Regions from separate parts of the Mus musculus genome. Here region 1 is linked to region 2. A link is a contact called in public Hi-C data. All regions are on one chromosome and are shown on one strand. Each heading gives the region's core, a stretch centred on a gene start, on an enhancer-like site or on the middle of the called end of the contact. The rest is flanking DNA. Distances are from core to core; before and after follow the strand shown.

Region 1 (7,336 bases), core at 2,077-4,576, 110 kb before region 2:
AATCCACCACGGAGAAGCCTGAGATGACTAAGTCCTCTGTGGCCGTGGGTAGTCACAGTGAGTTCTCGTGCTGAGCTCTGCTCTGGAAGGAGACACACTAGGGTGTCTCTGAGATGGGCTATTTAAAAATCTTAATAGTTACGGATGAAAACAACAACATGTTCTCCCCCTCCGAAGCACAGCTCTGCTGCCGATCCTTTTATTTGGATGTGCCTCCAGGAGAGATTTGGAGTCAAGCCAACCCGAACTTAGATTCTAGCCCTGTCACTCATTGGCTGTGACCTTGAGCCTCTTTTTGCTCATCTAAAGCCTGGGACTAGGGACTCCCACTTGAGCTGCTAAGAAGACTGCAGGAGGTTAGCCTGGTACCTGAGGCCCCACTGGCTCAAAAGGGGAGGTGGAGGGAGGTTCTGCTGCTGCTACTGTTGCTGCTTTTGTTGCACAGGTCTCCAGGTGGTCCTGAACTCCATCATCAAGGCCATGGTGCCTCTGCTGCACATTGCCCTTCTTGTGCTCTTCGTCATCATCATTTATGCTATTATCGGCCTGGAGCTCTTCATGGGAAAGATGCACAAGACCTGCTACAACCAGGAGGGCATAATAGGTAAGAGGTGGGGCTCTGGGCAGCAGGTTTCCAGGAAGGTGTCATTCCCACTCATGGCTGCTTTCCCTTGAAGTAGATTGCTGCAGCCACCTGTGCTCCAAAACTGGATGAGGCATTCGGTTTCCCCATACTGCAGACCACGATGACATGAAAGGCAGGGGTCAACCTTCTTTCCCTCTCCTTTCCAATATCTGCATTCACTACCGCAGATCTCTGTTCAAACAGCAGGTGTGTGCTTTGTCCAGCACTGCTGATGCGCCACGTAATGGATGGACACAATTGGAGAAGCGAGGCTAAGCACCCACCATTCATCAGTTTCTTACGAGCGAAGCAGATTCTGAGTGTGTGAGCTGCCATTGCAAGTGGATGAGCATGTGTAGCCAGCAGTACGCCAATGTGGCTGAGCATCCAAACCCTTCAGGATGTCGTACCACCCCGACTCCCCATCCCCACCCATTTTCCTGTCCTCTTAGAGTTGCCTCTCTCTCCATCACAGTTACTATTTTCTTCTCCATCAAAAGCAGAACCCCAGGGTCCCTCCCTTTCCCGGAGTAGATGAAGAGGCTGTCATTAAATAAGCCCCTTGCCACCAGTTCAGCTCCATGTCACAACCATCAATCCTGCCTTTATGAGCCTCCCCTCTTTGTGTTCCTTCCATCAATCAACGAATTTAACAGGCAGTGCTGGCTCATTAAGCACCTTCTTAAGTGGCACCAGAGTTTGGGCTTGCAGGATAAACCACACACTGCTCTCTTATGTGACTAACGTTTCAACTTGACCTTAAAAACTAAATAAATAAACAGGGGCTAGAGAGGTGGCTCAGCCGTGAAGAGAACTGAGTCTTTCAGAAGACCTGGGTTCAATTCCTAGCACCCACGTGGCAGCTCACAACCTCCTATAACTCCAGTTCCTGGGGGTCATTTGCTTTTTCTGCCCTCCAAGGGCATCAGTCACTCAGATGGTATGCAGACATACATGAGAGTAAAACACTCAAACATATAAAAAAAAAAGTAGAACACATTAACTTTTCTCTTTCTTGAAAAAATAGTAAGGTTTTAAATGAATAGAGTAGTGGGATACATATATACATAAATATACATATATATACACATAAATATATATGTATACACTTGTATATACATATATACATAAACATGTATGTATATACAGATATACAACATTGGAAATATCCATTCCAAAGCTATTGACAGTGCTAATTTATATTATTTCATTTTTAAAAACAGACCTGTCCTTTTTATTTGGACATTATTGAGGAAAACAGAGCATATGAGCATATGTCTGGAGCGCTAACAATGGCGGCTTCCTTCTGTCCTTTGTATCTTCCCAATCCCACGTAGCCTGAGCTGCAAGTTAGTGCGGTGGGTGATGGTAGTGCCAGCCTGTATAACAGAGTGAGATGAAAACCTTATGCCCAGAAGCCAGCATCACCACCTGGTATACACAGGGTACTGTGACTAGGCAGGCTAACGGCTTCTGCAAAGTGGCTCAGTCATTGTTCACAAGGTCACAGTAAGACAAACAATGCCTATGAATCCATTATTTACATAATCATCTTATTTTTACTTTTTAGAAGAAATTGTGTTTAGGATAAAGTATTCACCCTTGAGAATTTTCAAGTTATTTGAGTTGTAACTGTGCGAAATTGGGTGACAATTTAAAATGTTAGCTGATACAAAACTTTTAATAGGAAGAGCAGTTCTTGCCTTCCACTAAAATTCAGAGATATTCAACCTTGCTTAGAGAATATCAGCCAACATAATGACCCATAATGACTTCCTTTAATTCAAATTCTTTTCTTCTCAATTGATCTGTAGCTAACACCAAACCAGTAACTTACATAACTGATCTGTAGCTAACCCTGAACCAATAACTTATGTTAACGGTGCAGCTTGGTTGGAGTGGCCTCAGAACTGACTATAGCAACTTATGCAGTTATGCTACATAATTGGTGGTCCACTGGACCCAGACTCTTCATACTGTTACAGAGGGACAGAGTCTCCATGAGTCCTAACCAGTTTGGCAGTGACCAATGGCACAATACTCACCAATGAAATGGGAAGGAATTCTGTCATAGAAACAAAGACAGTGACTGTGCCATGCCATCAAATACTGATGTGCCACAAAGCCACGGATAGCTGCTTAAAATCTTTTAGTCACCTCTGTCATCTTAAAGGGAAGATGACAGACATACCTCTTCTCCTTCTGGTGAGGGTCCTGCAAGGCTGTGAGCAAAATGCAGCCTTAAATAATTGTTACCACCACAGGGTTTGTTTCCAGGCCTCAGAGCCTCCAAATGCAAGAAAATGATGAACATAGTAGACAAAACAAGATGGCGACCTCTTCCTAGGGTACATAGAGAGGCCCTGTGAAAAGCCATCCCCAGCACCAGAGACCTTCTTTCGTGCCCTTAGGAAGAAGAGCCATGTTGGCTTCAACTTCTAGAGGGGTCATCTTAAGGTCATCCTGGCCTTGATAGTAAACAGGGCCAGAAAAATCACCTGAGCTATCTCGTGCACCCTTCCACAGAGCTCATGACATCATCTTTATGGTGAGTTTCATCTCCATCCTGTAACTTCCAAGGCCAGTTAGTCTCCTGGGTGGAAACAAAATAAGCCAAGATGCAATGAGAGTAACATCCCTCAGAAAAGTACCATGAGGCTCCAGTCGAAGCCAGAGCCACTACTGGGAAAGGGGCCAAAGATTCCTGGCTGCAGCAGCCTTAATCTAGAACAAAGCAGTTGAAGTTCCCATCTTCCTTTCCCCTCCCACTGTCTGCCCACAGCCCAAAGTCTTCTAGATTCTCCCAAAAGAATAGCATTTGGTTCCCACAGGTGAGTATCCCCACCGAGGAAGAGGGAGAACCCTCAGGGATCTGGTCTCTTTCATACCCATGGCTAGGAAGCAGTCCACTCACCCTTCAGACCCAGTATCAGCGGGTCTCGGGGTTTTGTAGAACGCTTGTTGTTTTTGCCTAGAGTTTAGACATTAACCTATTTTCTGCCATAGGTAGTAGATTTTACAAAACATTCAGTGAGTCTTTGTTATGGCGTTAGTCTTCCTTTTAAACTCCGATCTTATTTCACAGACTGAATTTTATATTCTTCTAAATTTTCTAATCCATGTTTCTTGTAAGATCCCTGCAAGGAAGCTTTGGCCTGCCTCGGTGCTATTGTTCTGCCTTTAGGCTGTCCTTTCTGTGTCCAGTGTCCAGTGGTGACTGTCTTAGAAGAAGCTGTTTTCTCCCAGTCTCTCCAGCAACTGCAAGACACCCCTCCTGGTTGCTCAGCAGATACATTGCCATATGTCGGTACCTTTTGTTTCTGGGTGTTCCATCTGTCCGGTGGATCTGGAGCCAGGGCGCTCGGTAGCTCTCCCCGGCACAGTAATTACCCCTGAGACTGGCACGGAATTTGTTGGCTAAACCTAGCAATGAAATCACTACCATTCTATTTTGCCTTCAAGTTGAGATCTAAAAATGTAATTGCTGTTGTCTTGGTGGTTTGGAACCCTGCTGCAAGTCCCCCCTGGGATTCTGCGTGTTGCTGAAGTTGAGTCCATTTCTAACATCTCCTTTATGTTACCGAAGACTTAATTTGCTCTTTCCACACCGACCACCTTCTCCAATTCTGTTCTGAAATGTACAGCCTACGTGGCTTTATTCCTCCATCCTCACACTCCTATCTCTCTCCCTAGGACCTCTGAATCTTTGGAAGAAAGCCAGGACATCTTTATGGTTATGTTTATTTCCCTTGCCCTGGGGTGGTGTCACTAGGACCCGGGGATCTGTGGGTTCACCTTTTTCAAGGGTTCCTTTTTATAGAGACCTATTTTTACTGGATCATCGCAGCTTCTTAATTGTTCTGTGAATTATTTTTTTTTATTATTGTTCAGGGAGGATTTAAAATAGCATAGTAGCCTTTGAGCCTGTGGATGGTCTTCCCGAAGCTCAGTCCCTTCCTCCCTTTACCCATGAGATCAGTGCCCCTCGGTGTCACTTCCTGCTAATAGATATCTATCTGTAAATTCTCCAAGTATGTCCTCCCCGTGAGCAGTCAGAGCTGGCTTTGGCAGCACCACCCACCTTCCCCTATCTCCACTGTTTTAGGAACCGGTGATGCAGGACAGACTGTCAGCCCAGGAGCCACATTGTAAATAGATAACTGACATCGTTGTGCTACAGATAAATAGAATTATAGAATGCAAAGAAATGCAAGTTTCCCTTTATCTGTTCATCATCTCCTTTGTCTGCCCTCCCAACTCTGAAAGCTGGTTCCAGAGTAAGAATGGAATTAATGATCTATTTGGTTCCTGGTTTTTTTCTTCGTTTCTCAACTCTCGTTTTTTAGGTGCTTTGCTTTGCTATTTTTAACGTATTATTTAGGTTTGAAAATAACTTTCATTTCTCTTCTTTCAACAGCATTAAATCCACATCTCTAAAAATTTGACAATTTTAAAAGTCATAAAAAGTTGTGACTAGGGGTAGCCCAGTTCAGCTACCTTAATACGTAGCCTCTGGAAGCCAGACTGTGGATAAGAAAATGGTATGGATACTTGGTCCCCCAGATAGCTGAGAGTTCAGTGACCTAGACCTGTTCCCTTGGTCACTGAATATAGTACTGGGCAGAAAATAAGCCAGGACGCAGCTTCAATCTGAGCAGTCCTAAGGCTGGGAGAGTTCCAGATGTCTGTCATCTGGAGAAAGGATAACACACCGCTCAGAAACACAAAGAGCAGACCAGCCTGAAGTGCAGCAGTGTGCTTGAACCCAGAAGCACTGCACTGAAAGAAGGATGAAGAAGGAATGGGCACACAAAGGCCTCTTGACGTTATTTACTGGAAACTTAAAGAAAAGGCAAGCTATGAAGATGGAAAACAAGTCAGCTCGTTCCGAGTTGGGGACAGAAGCAAGAATGGACTGCAAGCAAGTACATGGGGGGGAGTTGGGGGTGACATAGAGGAAGTGATAGGTGTCACTGCTGTCCCAGGAAGATACTGGCACATGCTTTGAACCACAGCCCTCACCACTGTTCTCCTGAGAAGCCTCTCACAGTCAAGGGTTAACATTTCCATGCCCCTCTTTTTTTCTTGAGAGTAAACAGTTCCAATTAGAAGCCACAGACACCAGCAGCCATCTCACCAGTCATCTTCAATAAAGAGCCTGTGTCCCATGGGCAAAATAACCACCCTGTGATGTTTTGGATCCTTGTAAAAGAAGAGAAGATTCTGGGCATCTTATTATCTCTAAATGAAGAACCACAGGCAGATTCTCTCTGGAGTTACATTTCGCTGTTATCAAAAGCAATTGTTTGTTCAAACTCAGGTCTTCTGTTTGTTTTTGCTGTGATTCTCTATAGCTGCCAGATAAAAACCCTCGGTCTCCCAGACTCTGGGTTCCTTACATTTGTCTTCTGTTTTCCAGAACAATTTACACTTGAGACGATGCACGGTTATCCCTTTCTGATTGGCCACTCGGACATGCTGCCATGCTATGCCCAAGCAGATAATACCTTAGTGTCTGTGAAATCAGTTGTGGTTAAAATGCGCTGTTCACAACATTTGGTTGAAAATACTGACCTATGTCATTGTGCCCCTGAAACCAATGTCTGGCCTCACATGATTTTAAGCTCCATGGGAGGGCGCTTACCGAAATGTGTGCGATTGCGGCTGTGGGTGCTCATCGGCCTTATCCTGTTATTTTTCTCTCTAACATTTTATCTTCATTCTCTGCCCATCGTGACCCCTCCTTCCCTCCTTCCGTCTCCTGTTTCCTTGGTGGTGGAGATGTTCCGGCAGAAGAGGATCCTTCCCCTTGTGCTTTGGAGACAGGCCATGGGCGACAGTGTCAGAACGGGACCGTGTGCAAACCCGGGTGGGATGGGCCCAAGCACGGCATCACCAACTTCGACAACTTCGCCTTCGCCATGCTGACGGTGTTCCAGTGTATCACCATGGAGGGCTGGACAGACGTGCTGTACTGGGTACGCAGACGGGGCACTCAGCGGGCGGGTGCATGGAGGGCCAGAGGCTTCTCTTGACCCCTCACTTTCCTCCCCATGATATTGGGGTCACACATGCCCACATAGGCTGAGAGGGGATGGATGAATGCCTTTGATTTGTTCCAGGGTTTTCCTGAGAAACAAGGCATAACTTGTTCACTTCTGCAAGGTTTCCCTCACTTTGGTGACGGTCATCTTTAGCTGGCTCGCCACAGTGTGGATCACTGGTGTGCAGCTGACACTGTGCAGATGAGCTGGGCTAGCCCCAGAATAAGTGTTCCAGTGAACTCCTCTTCCTGCTCTCTACTTCTTTCTGCTCTTAACCTTCTCCTGCCTCTTACCTCAAATTACCTAAAAAGGAGCGAAGGCAGAATATGCAGAGGAAAGCCAGGGCTAATCTAAAAGGAGATGCCATAAAGAAAACGGCTTTTGTATTGAGTTGTGTAGCCTTGTGGCAAGCTCTTACATTTAACTCTCACTTTAGTCTCAACCTATCAGACCACTCCATCAACGTCTCTCTCACTGTCAACCAGAGGCTCTGCTTATTGTACAATGCATATTTAGAATGCCCCTCACTAGCTCTAACTAGCCACCACTGCTTTGCCACCTTTGAGCCCTTGAAGTGCAGGTAAAGATGCATACCATAATCTAGCTGTCTTCCTTCTGGCAGAGTCAAGCCCATTATTTGTAAAATCCCACGGAAAATACCATCTTT
Region 2 (6,955 bases), core at 3,087-5,586:
CTCCATAGACAGGCCAGAATCTCTGGCATTCACTGGCTGGGACTGAGGCCTCCTTCAGAGGGCAGCTGTAACACCAACTGTAGCTACCCTAACACTTCCTAGAGAGTAGTGAAAGGTTGGAGGATCACCCTTAGAGACTTGAAACATTAACCCATTTTCCAAGCCTCTTTTCCTCCTCCTCCTCCTCCTTCACCAGCTTGACCAGATACACCATAGAACAGCAAGAGGCAAAACGACAGGTCTCCAACTATATTCTGTTTGTTTGACTTGACCCAGGATTAACTGGTTGTAGGATTCCTCCTGGGCTGTTAGCATCCCTGCTGTAGGGAAGAAGGAAGTGACATACCCACAGTCAGAGGGAGCTGTTATGTTCTCTGTCACATGGACCTGTTCACACGGGTGCTTCCATGGAAAGGACTCTACTGGGTACTTCTCAGAAAGAGTAGAGACAACCTTTGAAGCACTTGAAGGTGGTACATACAGACTCACAAACGCTGAGTCTTCCTTGCAACACAGGACACCTTGGGGTCTTTCGTACTTTTTGAAAACTCCCAATAAATCAATCTCATTTGGTATGGTGATAATAATTGCGTGTCCCTACCTCCAAGAAGGAAATATGCTCTTTATCATATACATTTCCAAGGTCAAACCATTAGGGGATAAATTGTGCCCTGGCCTGGAGAAGACCAAGTGGTTGTGGCTGTCCTCTATGGGACCCACAAGCATTGCCACCCACGTGTTGTCCTAGTCCAGGTTCCATGCTTGAGAACACAGAAGCATCACGCATAGCATCCTGAGCCAGGCCAGGAGAGCGGGACCGCTGGGCCTCAGCCTCAGTTCTCAACCTCTAGGGAGCTGTCTTCACTTTCAGTTATCCCACAGTGGAGTCTGGTATGTCCCTGGTATCATAGGCAATCTCCAGAGCCTGCAGTCTCTAGCATACACAGTGCATCAAGTCACCTGCTCTGGGAAGCCCACGAGATTGACATTGACCTGAAACACATATATGATGTATCCTACCAATGAAGGAACAAACCATTTTCTAAGACATAACCAATTAGGTTTCCTACTGTCATCAATGACTGTTTTTCTGTCCTGAGAAGACAGGGTGAAATATGAGTGATTTTTCCTGGGTACAGAAGAGAGCCATCTCACACAGCGAGATAATGGCAAGGAGATCTCTTCTGTGAATTCCTCAAAAGGAACCCCAGCAATAGAGGAGTGAAGACTATTAGTGTGGGTGACCAGAGACAGTTGACTAGTTAACTGAGGAGAGGATAAAGTGGAGCCTGGTCGCCTACACCCTCATTAACTGTATTCTTCACTGATAAACAAGCTGGAAAATGTGGCCTTGAATTTTCAGGCAGCATACCAATCAGAAATCCTCATCACTCTGGTAGAAATACCTAACTCGAGTTTGCCCAAGAACCATGGCATGAATGGCTTCTATCAGACCTGAAAGACTAATGGCTTCTGGACTTCTACCTTCCCTGACTGTGTGGTGTGAGTGAGTTCCCTGTGAAAGGGCAGTCAGCAAGAACGGAGAAGGCGGATGTGTTAGTCAGCCTGGCATTATAACTATAACGTGCCTAGAGCAACTTGCTTGCAACATAGCTTTGGAGGCTTGAGTGTAGAATGCTCTCATCAGTGCTTCCAGAGAGAGTGGTAGATGGTGGCAGGATTGTGTGTAGGAGCAACACACTTGCATCTGTAACCAGGAGTCAGCAACGGAGCAGGCTGGAATCCTACAATTCTCAGAGAGTAGGCCTTCAGTGATCTACTTTCTCTTCCCTCCCCTTCTCATTCCTCTTCCCCCTCCTTTCTTCCCTCCCTCCCTCCTCCCTCCCTCCCTCCTCTCTCCCTCTCTCCTTCTCTCTCCTCCTTTCAATAGGCTTTATTTTTGGAAATTCCACCCTCCTCCTCCAATAGCACCACCCTGGGGACCAAGCTTTTAACACATGGTCCTTTGATGGACACTTAACATCCAAACCACAGCAATTGGCATTACTCATAGTTCAGACTATGTCCTCTGGAGCTGTCCCTGATTTGATTTTCTATGCCATATCCTCTTCATATCTGATTGGTTGATGGGTTGATCTATAGACCCCGCTTCTTTCTTCCGTTTTCTCTACAGTGATTGATGCTGGTGATCTTTTCTCATTCATGTCTGTTTTCCTCACTACTCTATGTAAAATGAATTTACTCAAGAAAACCTCTGCCCTGAATCCAGCTGCTTAACTCCATAAAACCATACTATGTTCATAAAAAAAAACCTATAAAAAATATGAGGTGTTAGTATACACAAACTTAAAGACTCTCTGCCTCCCAGAGCAGCTTGGGGAATGCAGGGATGATCCAAGGAAAAGGGTTGGTGACTTGAACCCCTCACAGGATGCCAAAGGAGTTCTGTCCTTAGATGTAGGGAAATTAGGCAAAAGACACTTGCATGATAATTAATTCTGCATGCGTATGCAGTGCAAGTTGTGGAAAGGTTTGTTTGGAGTGGTTAAATAGTTTTTTAATTAGATTATATTCCTATCATAACCTGAAATGTCAATAATTACAGAAAATTAAGATAATTTGTATGATAAACACTGAAAAAAGTCCAGTGTATAAAAATATAGCAAAAAGAAAACTAAAATTTTATATCAATGATTAAACAAAAATTAATAACACAAGGGATGTGTTCCCAAGCTGGAAAACTCATTGCTGAGACACTACTTCCCTGCAACATCATATATAGATTCAAGACAATCCCAATTAAAATTCCAAAGGGACCCTACTCCAGAAAAAAAAAAAGCAGAAGACAGGGATCTACACAGCAGACCAGGGGCTGTTAGGATGAACCTTCAGGTTCAAGGTTTCGCCCGTGTGGGCAGCTCTGGCTTGACTATGGAGGGCAGCACAGGGTCTAGTGAAGGGCAGTGTAGCCACAGATATTCCAGTCTTAGCAACAGGACTGCGTACCAGGACATAGTGTGCCTTGAATTTGCTATTGACAGGTTTGGCAAGAACAACTCAAAACAATAATAGTCTTGAGTTAATGAGTTGATGAACCCAGGGCTGCAGCACAGTAGGTCTAGGATGGCATGAGTGTCCCTAATGGGAGACTTTTCACCACTGCTTCCACAGGTTCTTAGTAGGACTGCTAGTCCTGAAACTCACTCTACCCTCCATGGCTAGAGTCATTGTCTTCTAGAAAGTCCCTGGGGCACCGAGTAGGGGACTTAGGGATCCGAGTATTGGTTGCTTAGTAAGGAGTAGCCTAGTGTAGGAGAGAAAACGTTGTCTACCAGAGCCTCCTGGGAACTCAGCAGTCTAGAGTAACGTCAGCATCGTGCGGACATATTCGATGATGAATCAGTCAAAAGGACAAAGAGAAGGAATGAAAGGTGGCTCCAAGCTCCCTGACTTGCCCCTCAGGGACTGAGCCAGTACAACAGTTCATTGACTTTGAGGAGAGTGGGGAGAGGCCAGCCTGAAGGGGCTGCAGAGATGGATTGGGTTTTAAAAGCTATTAAAGTCTTGAACAGGCAGTGTGGACAGGAGCTCTGTTTTCGTAGTCTGCACTACATGTGGCCTTCCTAAGTAGATGCTCCAGGAGAGCTGCTCTGGACTCTCGTCTTCCCAGAGAGGATGTGCATGGTAAGCTAACAGGTGGGGCACTGGGGAGAAGGAACTGGGGGGAGGACATCTGGAGGCTAACAGCTGGCATGGCCAAAACAAGAGACCAAGACAGAGCACGATGTCTCAGGCTAAAGGGCTGTGTGAGGGATGCAGCTACAGAGAAGTAAGGGAGAGGGAACAGAGACCCGGAGCATGCACTGCTTGTCCTGAGAAACAGGAGGGGACGCTAGATGTTCAAGTCCCCTTATTAGTCCCCTCTGTGAGTAGTGAGTGGTTCAGAGGACTATATTTCCTCATAGTCATCTCGACCCAGACAATTTAGTCTAAACGACTTCAGGAGTAAGTAAAACGTTTTCTTTTAAAACTTGAATTAGCCTCTTTTTTAGATGAGTGGTCTTAAACCCTTTCTAGACTTACAGTTTATATGTCATGATAAATATTCTGTAATTCATATTCTATTATTTTAATTCCAAGACATTCAGCATAAAATGTTGAAAATGAGGATTTCTTAGCCATAATGTAAAGGGTGTGTATAGTAAAAGACCCACAGAAGTTGAAGACAACAGAAGAGCAAAGGTACAGGACCTTGGACTAAAAGCCAAAGTTACAGCAGGCCAGTTTTATTTGTACACGGTACCTACATACGTGTTTCTCAGAAGACATGTGGTTACATCACACTTAAGACACAGCTGCCCCACACAGCAGGATATGTGGTATCCCTAAATCTGCAAAGCTGGCTTGGTCACCAGGACCCACTCTGTAGCTCTACCCAGTTCCGCAGTGCCCCCTGGAGGCCGACCAGTGGAATAAAGAGCAGGGTGGAACTTCATAGAGCCTCTTAACTGGATTTAGTTGAAATCTGTTTACCTTAGCTACTAAGAATCAGTGTCTTTCACTGTCAGTGAAACCCATGGGACCACAGACTCACCACACATGTCACTTAAAGAAATAGAAACGGAAAAGAGGAGGGAGAGAGACTAGGACATGCCACAGCCCCTTCTGCTCCTCTGGCCTCATTAGGAGAGCCCAGTGGCCTGTGGGTGTGCAGCCAGCCCCGGCTTGCTTTTTAGCAGCTGATTGGTAAGAAGGCATTCCCCTGATTATTGTTTATTTGTGGTGTGCCCACGGACACCTGACGTGCACAGTGCCCAGCAGACAGGCACAAACGAGCTCCTCAGGAGGGGCCTCCTCGCCACAGCGCTTGTACCCAGAGATTTGCATATTGTTGCAACGTTGTGACAGGTTTCTTTCCTGCATGGTGCTTTTACCGTGAATGATAAAAAAATAATTATATGACTTACATAAAGCCTTAGTGTGGGAAGGGAAGTATTAGCTATTACACTTAATTATTTAATGTGGAAACGTATTCACACTGTGTAAAAGCCCAGTGGGAAGGTACACTGTGGTTCCCTGTCTCTGATCCTGCCACTGGAAAAGAAACTGAAGGCATGAGAAGAGGGATTCCCAAACCCAGAGGGTGTTGAGGCAGGAACTCAACCCAGGCAAAGCAGTGGCCCTCCTCCGCAGGAGGGGCCTTCCGTGAAGCAGGAGCCATCATGAGAGGAGGCAGTCATGGCAGCCACAGTGGGCATCAAGCACTCCCTCAGATGCAGACCTTGCAGTACCTGACACTGCACAGACTTCATATTCCCACAGAGGCACACGCAGTTGCTATTGCCGTGTCCTATGTGAGTGAGCTGAGGCACTGAGAGGTTAAAACGCTTGCTCTCGGCTCTCAAGCCTCATCTCTGAAAGCGAAAGCAGCCCACCATTATGTTTGTGTCTTATTACAAAGGCGGTGCTGGTGGCTGGATCTAATGGTCTTCATAGCATCATGGCTTTGCAGTCAGGCACACATGGGGCGAGCTGATGAAAGAAAGATGCTAAGCCGGAAGGAGCATGTCTTGCCTGGGTTGTGAAGGCTTCCCTAGAGCCTGGGCTATCACACTGTTTAGAGATCTGCAGCAAGACTAAGCTCTTTCCCACTCAAAAAGGGCAGCCTGCTCTTCCAGTACCCACTGGCATTGCTGCCAAAGCCTCTCACTCATAGACTATAGTGCAATGTGTGCTTGAACCTGAAGCTCTTTGCCATGGCTGGCTCCAGGGATACAGCCTTCAGCACTCCAATCATGTCTTTTTGCATAAATCTGTTCATTTATTCTAGCATGGGTAGGGAAAAGCAATAATGTGCTCCTCTAGTCTACCCTGGCACAGCTAAGGCAGAGGGGGACAAGCTCCTGAGTCCCCTGAAAGGAACTTAACCCATAGCCCCAAATTCCATGTGCTCTAGTGAGCGGACCACGAGCTTTGGGGATTAGTTTCAGGTCTGTGGACTCCATCCTCGCACAGTTCTAGGTGCTTGGTGGCTCAGATCATGTGTGATGAGATAAATATATCGATGCCTTAGAAATTTTTCCAATGGAACTCCAGGACAGGTGTCTATGAAAAGCACACATTCCCAGGTCTACGTGCTCCTCTGACCATCCTCGGAGTACCCTATCACTATCCCAGCCAGTGCCTCCTCAAAGCAAGGACGCGACCCTGGCCTGCTCTTGCCAGCTGTCCTACAGTGACCGGCGTTTGCTGCAGGAAGCTGTCCAAAGCTTCTGAATTAGCACAGCACAGGATGAGCCTGATGGAAACACAGAAGTCCTCGCTGCCTTGCAGGCTGTAGATCATGAGCAGCTGCGTGCTTGGTTATGCCTTCTCCATTAGACGCCGCTAATCTCCATGATTAGTTATATCTAAGTGGCACCCTGATGTAATACGATTTATATTATCTCTGCTTGGTGTCAGTTAACCGTGGATTCCATGATATTCCATAAGATCAGCCCTTCACAGACACACTGAGGCTTTTACTGTTGCCACTGCTGTTTCTGGCTGGATTCGGCACCTCTTCCCAGTTTATCTAGTTTCCCGCCTCTCAGTTCCACATCCCAGGACCCAGAAAAGCGAGTGGTTCTAAGAACAAGGCTCAGCCTTCCATTATGCCTGTCCCTCCACACCACCTCACAACCTGCTCTGTCCAGCTCTCCCCAAACACTTCCTCCCCCGAAGCTAAGAACCTCGACTCTGTTTGGGGACCCCAGGTTGGGTATAGACCATGTTTCTCCCTCTCATGTTAGACCCTGCTTTGCAAGGAGGGTTTGGCCACTCCCTCTGGTCTCATGTTGACTGGTGTTCTTTCACCTGTCGTGGTTCTGTGGTCATCCCAGAGTCCTAGAACCCAACCTTGAGTACCTCACATTCAGCCCCACACCCAACTTCTCTCTCCTCCTCTTCCTCTTTCTTTTCCCTCTCTTTTTCTCTCTGTCTTTTTTTTATCATT

Evidence for each region. A called contact is a pair of places that touch in the nucleus more often than the background predicts.
Region 1: a Hi-C map of cerebellum shows a contact between it and region 2, with 2.2 times the contacts expected there. The contact joins two enhancer-like sites. A contact is called at or near these places in 6 of 484 Hi-C or Micro-C datasets (the AML12 cell line, cerebellum, cortical glia and 3 more).

What each region holds. Positions count from the first base shown.
Region 1 is chr6:118,750,636-118,757,971 of GRCm38.p6, reverse strand. Cacna1c (calcium channel, voltage-dependent, L type, alpha 1C subunit) reads left to right here. Exons shown (of 47, transcript NM_001159534.2): 6 at 446-604; 7 at 6,407-6,603. Among named protein-coding and RNA genes, the nearest start is that of 1700080F18Rik, 86 kb to the left of the region's middle. Within about 2 kb of position 3,326, at least 10 of the 459 cell types and tissues checked have an H3K27ac peak or open chromatin away from gene starts, as enhancers often do. A contact at or near this core is called in cerebellum, where this site is marked.
Region 2 is chr6:118,644,307-118,651,261 of GRCm38.p6, reverse strand. The region is part of intron 29 of Cacna1c (calcium channel, voltage-dependent, L type, alpha 1C subunit); the gene reads left to right. Among named protein-coding and RNA genes, the nearest start is that of Gm38887, 52 kb to the right of the region's middle. Within about 2 kb of position 4,336, at least 10 of the 459 cell types and tissues checked have an H3K27ac peak or open chromatin away from gene starts, as enhancers often do. A contact at or near this core is called in cerebellum, where this site is marked.